2 separate regions of the Mus musculus genome follow, and region 2 is linked to region 1. Evidence: chromatin contacts called from public Micro-C data. All regions are on one chromosome and are shown on one strand. Each heading gives the region's core, a stretch centred on a gene start, on an enhancer-like site or on the middle of the called end of the contact. The rest is flanking DNA. Distances are from core to core; before and after follow the strand shown. Region 1 overlaps Pomc (pro-opiomelanocortin-alpha). Region 2 overlaps Ncoa1 (nuclear receptor coactivator 1).

What was found. A called contact is a pair of places that touch in the nucleus more often than the background predicts.
Region 2: a contact with region 1 is called in a Micro-C map of embryonic stem cells, with 5 times the contacts expected there. The contact joins two enhancer-like sites. A contact is called at or near these places in 2 of 39 promoter capture datasets (the HPC-7 cell line and trophoblast stem cells) and 1 of 484 Hi-C or Micro-C datasets (embryonic stem cells).

What each region holds. Positions count from the first base shown.
Region 1 is chr12:3,958,590-3,961,582 of GRCm38.p6, reverse strand. It overlaps Pomc (pro-opiomelanocortin-alpha), which reads right to left. Exons shown (of 3, transcript NM_001278584.1): 3 at 940-1,690. The coding sequence ends at 1,115. Among named protein-coding and RNA genes, the nearest start is that of Pomc, 5.1 kb to the right of the region's middle. Within about 2 kb of position 1,557, at least 317 of the 459 cell types and tissues checked have an H3K27ac peak or open chromatin away from gene starts, as enhancers often do. A contact at or near this core is called in embryonic stem cells and trophoblast stem cells, where this site is marked.
Region 2 is chr12:4,355,563-4,358,555 of GRCm38.p6, reverse strand. All of the region lies in intron 2 of Ncoa1 (nuclear receptor coactivator 1), which reads left to right. Among named protein-coding and RNA genes, the nearest start is that of Gm51963, 100 kb to the left of the region's middle. Within about 2 kb of position 1,420, at least 40 of the 459 cell types and tissues checked have an H3K27ac peak or open chromatin away from gene starts, as enhancers often do. A contact at or near this core is called in embryonic stem cells and trophoblast stem cells, where this site is marked.

The DNA of each region.
Region 1 (2,993 bases), core at 308-2,807:
GCATTAATGTATATTGTATATAATGTAATGTCTGCATGGGCAGGAAAGCTACTGGAAGCAGGTTGGTTAGTGGACATCTGCAGGGAGAACTGAGAATGAAATTGAACATCACGGGGAAGGGGCTGGGAAGACACAGCAAGATAGGAAACCAATGCCCTCAAGGCTTGAGCCGAGGGACAGTGCATCTATCTCCTTGGGGTATAAAGAAGAGGGTGAGACCGTGTGTCTTAAGAGTTTATGTGAGGGCTGGTGAGATGGCTCAGCAGGTAAGAGCACCCGACTGCTCTTCTGAAGGTCCGGAGTTCAAATCCCAGCAACCACATGGTGGCTCACAACCATCCGTAACAAGATCTGACTCCCTCTTCTGGAGTGTCTGAAGACAGCTACAGTGTACTTACATATAATAAATAATAAATCTTTAAAAAATAAAGGGAAAGGAGAAATGCACTTTAAAAAAAAAAAAAAAAAGTTTATGTGAATAACCAAATCAGACCGGCTACCACCTCTCAATTCTCACATTTTCCTGAAAAAATGATGGAATCTCTATTTTCCTTTTATCCTCCCCAGAGCCCTTATACCAAGAATATAAAGAGACAGATAACTAATCCCTGGGAGGGTTCAGGAACCTGCCTGGGGTCACAGATAAGGACTCAACATTGCAGAGTGTCCCTGTGTCCCTGTAACTTCCTGAGTGACATCCCAGAGACATTCCCAGTGGGGAATAGGTCTTGGTAGCGCCACCTGGCTTCAGGTCCCTAAGGTCAGTCACTCTTGTAGGACTTGGCTTTGGGCCAGGCTCAAATTAAGCAGCCATTCTAGAAGAGTTGGACAGAGAACCACCCTGGGCCACCCAAACTATCTAGTCCCCCACCAAGAGTGTTTGCTGGGGCAAGGAGGTTGAGAAATGTTTTCTTTACATTCTAGCATCTGGTCACGTGATAGTGTAACTGGACAGTTGTGTTTTGACTTTATTTACGCAGTTTTTATTGAAGATCAGAGCCGACTGTGAAATCTGAAAGGTTTTATTTCCTAACACAGGTAACTCTAAGAGGCTAGAGGTCATCAGCTCGCCCATGCAGGGAGGGGGCCTTGGAATGAGAAGACCCCTGCACCCTCACTGGCCCTTCTTGTGCGCGTTCTTGATGATGGCGTTCTTGAAGAGCGTCACCAGGGGCGTCTGGCTCTTCTCGGAGGTCATGAAGCCACCGTAACGCTTGTCCTTGGGCGGGTTGCTCCAGCGGAAGTGCTCCACCCGGTAGGGCCCGTCGTCCTTCTCCGCGTCGGACTCCAGGACCTGCTCCAAGCCTAATGGCCGCTCGCCTTCCAGCTCCCTCTTGAACTCTAGGGGAAAGGCCTCCGCCGACTCGTTCTCAGCAACGTTGGGGTACACCTTCACCGGGCGCCGTTTCTTGCCCACCGGCTTGCCCCAGCGGAAGTGCTCCATGGAGTAGGAGCGCTTGCCCTCGCGTGGACTCGGCTCTGGACTGCCATCTCCCCACACCGCCTCTTCCTCCGCACGCCTCTGCGCCGCGCTGCCAGCACTGCTGCTGTTCCTGGGGCCGAAGCGGTCCCAGCGGAAGTGACCCATGACGTACTTCCGGGGGTTTTCAGTCAGGGGCTGTTCATCTCCGTTGCCAGGAAACACGGGCGTCTCCAGCGAGAGGTCGAGTTTGCAAGCCCGGATGCAAGCCTGTAGGGAGGCCAGGCGAGTGAGCCAAGCCTGGCTCTGCGGCCACCGTTTCTGCACCCTAATTCGGGTTCCAGTTTGGGCCTCAAGACCATCACACCTAGCAGTGTGGACTCCCGAGGTCCCACCAACATCCTGCACCAAGCAGCTATTGCCCATGCATGATTCTGCCTAGATGGCAGTAAGCAGCCCAATCGACCCCTTGCTTATTTGTCTTTCTTAGCTCTTACTAGCAAGGTCTTGCACCAAAAGGGGTGTTGTCAATGGAGTCAAAGTATGGTACTATTTAAGTCCAGGACAGGCATGGGCCTGGAATTTGGGAAAGAATATTCCTGCTAATAGGTTTCTGGCTTCTGGGGGTCTGGACTTTAACAATGATCCAATCTTGCACCAGTAATCTACAAAGTTTTGTGCCTACTCCAGCCATGTATCCCTAGGTCTCTTGTCTCAAAACTTTCTTGCACCCACTAGGTCTTTTACTGTGTGCACTGATCTTGTATCATCTCAATCAGAATTTTGAGACAAACTGGTTAGTTTCCCTGCCACCTTATCCTAACTGGAAGAGAGGGTAAAAGGCACAGGATAAATCCTCCGCGAGGGGTCTGCTGGTGCAGCTACACCTAGAAGACTCACAACTGCATTCCTGGTTATTTTCACATAAGCTGCATCGTTAAGAAAGAAGGATCTGGTTAAGATCCCCCAGCTCATTGTGAGGTGTCAGAGAAACAGAGCCCATGACCTCTGACCTTCTTTACCCGCCACCCCCACCCCTTTCCTGGTGAGATCTCAGGAGAGGCTATGGAAGTCAGAAGCCTTGGGTTTTTCTGAACTGGATCTCCCAGGATTCCTTGGGCCTTCTAAGACTAAAACACACTGTATATGACCCTTGCTCTTGAGGAGGTCTCTTTCACCCTCAACTGTCCATTGATAAAACAAACAGGATGCTGTGGCAGACACTAGCGGGTACCCAACATTTGTGTGCACACATGTGCATGCACATGGTGACCTGAAAGGGGCCCCAACCTGTCCCAGAGAGCTTTTACATGCTTCCGCAGGTAAGACTGGGAAGGACCTTGGCTGAAGCCCTGTCTTCTAGAAGCAGCATGGGATATTTGGCACCAGTTTGGGGGAAGAAGAGGGGGGATGTTTTGGTCTTTTCTTCTCCCTCTGGCCCTCTGGAGATGGAGTGTGGAAATACCTGACTAGTAACTGGCTTTGTAACTGAGAGAACATAAAGAGGGAAGAAATATGAAATGAGTTTGTAGGTTCTCACTGTTTAAAGGGAGGTTGATTTGGGAGCCAAAGG
Region 2 (2,993 bases), core at 171-2,670, 400 kb before region 1:
GAATTCCTACTGAATTCCAAGCTCATAGGCTTCAAGGATTTTCTAGGATACTGGAACACTGGTGGAACCTTACCTATGTCAAAAATCAATCTTTAAAGGCACTTATAACAAAAAAATACTGAAAGAGAGCATACATCATACTAATGCGGGAACAGGGTTTGAGTATGCGGACTATGAGAATGCCAGGGTTCCAGGAGGCATAGTTTCCTTGAAACTCTTTGCCTTGTGACTGCCTCTAGGCCTTTCGACCCAACAGGCCACTTCACTGGAGTGGGCGTAGCACCTGGGTTCTATGAGAAAGCAAGCTGAGTAAGCCACAGGAAGCAAGCCAGTAAGTAACATCCCTCCATGGCCTCTGCATCAGCTCCTGCTTCCTGATCTGCTTGAGTTCCAATCCTGACTTCCTTTGGTGCTGAACAGCAATGCAGAAGTGTAAGCTGAATAGATCCTTTCTTTTCTCCCCAACTTGCTTCTTGGTCATAATGTTTGTGCAGGAGTAGAATCCCTGACTAAGATAGGTGCCATTAGGCAGCCATTTGGGTTGATTATCTAAGGGCTATTGAGGCCACATTTGACTGCAAAAGTGAATAAATTTAGGGCCCTTCAGGTGTGTCAGATATAGAGGCTGGAGACTTTCTAAAGGCATCCCAAGGGGCAATGAGCTGGTATGGAAGACACTGTTCCCATGGATGAGAGAGGGGAAGGAAAAATGTCACTTCAACCTGTGAAAGAACTCAGTGGGGAAACCCCCACTCAGCTCCTGATTCGGCGTGCACCCAAGAATCACGAATAGAACACAACACCTTGATGTAACAAGAGGTTTTTTAATGGCGGAGCTCCGGGTCGAAACGTATCTCACATAACAGGAGACAGTGGATTCGACCACGAGGCTTGGAAGCTAGGGGTTTTTATAGAAAAGGAGTGGGGCTGGGGGAGGAATTGGCGCGGTTTCACATGATTGGTCCATTTAAACATCAGCAGCCTGTAACATTTAACTTAGGTCAGAGGGGTGGGAGCTAGGGAGGCGATGGGCTTGCCCGGGCATGTCCTGGTCTGTTCTCAGCCCCAGGTTTCAAAGCTCAGAAACAACTCTTTGGGCTATTTAACATACATTACATCAATTACAGTTTTATTTCCTTTCACCTGTAGTCGTGGCTGTTCAAGGGCTCAGGGAGGACCAGAGGAAGATACTAGCCATTTAGTGGGTCATCACCTCACTCAACAGGGGTTGGGGCTTAGCCTGGCTAAGCTTAAGAGAGACTTCTGGTCTGCTAGCAGGGCTTAGTAGAGGCCAGAAGTGGAGAAGGAAACTTAAGCCTAGGGCAGGGTGGGGACAGAGTCACAAAAGCCAGGAGGGCCCAAAGGAGCCGTGGGATGTACAGGCAGCTCCAAAGTGAAGGTTGAAGAAGTGGGCAAGAAAGGACATGCTAACCAGGCTGGGCCTGAGGCAACTGCAGGATTGCAGCTCCACGGGTTGGGGTGTGAGTCAGGTGATGAAGGCCACTGTAGCCTTTAAGACTGGCCTGCGGCACCAGGGGGTGCCAGATACTCAGTGGTCACTTCTTGGATCTGGGAAGCATTTACACTGACTAAAGGGAAAACTTACCTAGTTAGAGCGGGTGGATGGGTCCTGAGCTGTGCCAGCTGGAAGGTGACTGTGTTGTGGGTTAACTAGAGATGAGGAATAGGGGACCAGTGCATCTTAGACCCAGAGGTGGAGCATAGACACCAGGAAGGCATATTTGAGTCTGAGCATCAAGTGTTACAGCTCTGAGGGAAACCAAGGAATACCACAAAGACACACCGGACAGCAAATCTCACACAAGAAATGTATTGGTAGGGGAAAACCCAGATCTGTTCAGGTGAGAAGGAACAGAGAACTGAGCAGAAGGTAGGGTTTATGTGGGATTTCTTTGGGGGCAGATATTTCTAGGGTAGCCTGAGATCTGTGGTCTGATCTTGAAGCTCAGGGACTAGTGGAATTTTGTGTTCAAGGAATGGTGGGATTCTATGGCAAGCTCAGGGGTTGATGGGATTCTGTTTTTTAGCCCTGGTCTTTGGCTTGGGGTGAAGTCAGGGTGTTCTTTCCTTGACCCTTGTCTTGGGGTAGGTCAGGGTCAGGGTGTTTTTCCTTTGTCCTTTCATCCTACACCAGGAAATCCAATACCCTCTTTTAACCTCCACGGGCACAAGACAACATGTGTTGCAGATATGTACACGCAAGCAAAACATTCACATACATAAAAGAAAATTAATATACTTTTGAAAAAAGATTAAATAAAGAATGAAATTCTATTTGAATGTTTGATATTACAGGATGCAAAGTATCTTTGCATTTTTCAGAATTGATCAATATTTTGATACTTTTTACTTGTCAGTGCTGAGAAAGCTGCTTCACATAAATATGTAGTAGAAAATGGCAAAGCATATTTAGGACCATTTCAGAAATTACTGGAAATTCTAACCCAATCCCAAATCAAAATTCATGTAATTATCTTTTTAAAAGAATTAAGTTGAAGGAGCTGGAAAGGAGGAGTCAACAGTCAGGAGCACTTGCTGCTCTTCCAGAAGCCTCAAGTTTGCTCTCAAAACCCATAGCAAGTGATAGGAAGTGCTCCCAAGCGCCTGCAACTTCAGTTCCTGAGCATCTGACACTATCTTCTGGGCTCAGTGTACACACACACACACACACACACACACACACACACACACGGGAGGGGAGGGAGAGGAAGAGAGAAGAGAGAGAGAATGGAGAGAGAAAAGAGACGTACACATAAAATAAAATTAAATCTTAAAAAAAAATCCTCAGGCCTGCCATATAAGTAGCCATTTTCAAATCATTTTTCTAAGAATACAATGAAAATACTGATTTGAGATTTAAATGCTGAAGAGTAACAGTTGGAAAATACTGCCTTTGTTTTTCATAATTAAAGTTATATTCTCTAAGAGCAGAAAAGTTTGTGTGTGCAGTCCAATATCATGACTCATAGCAT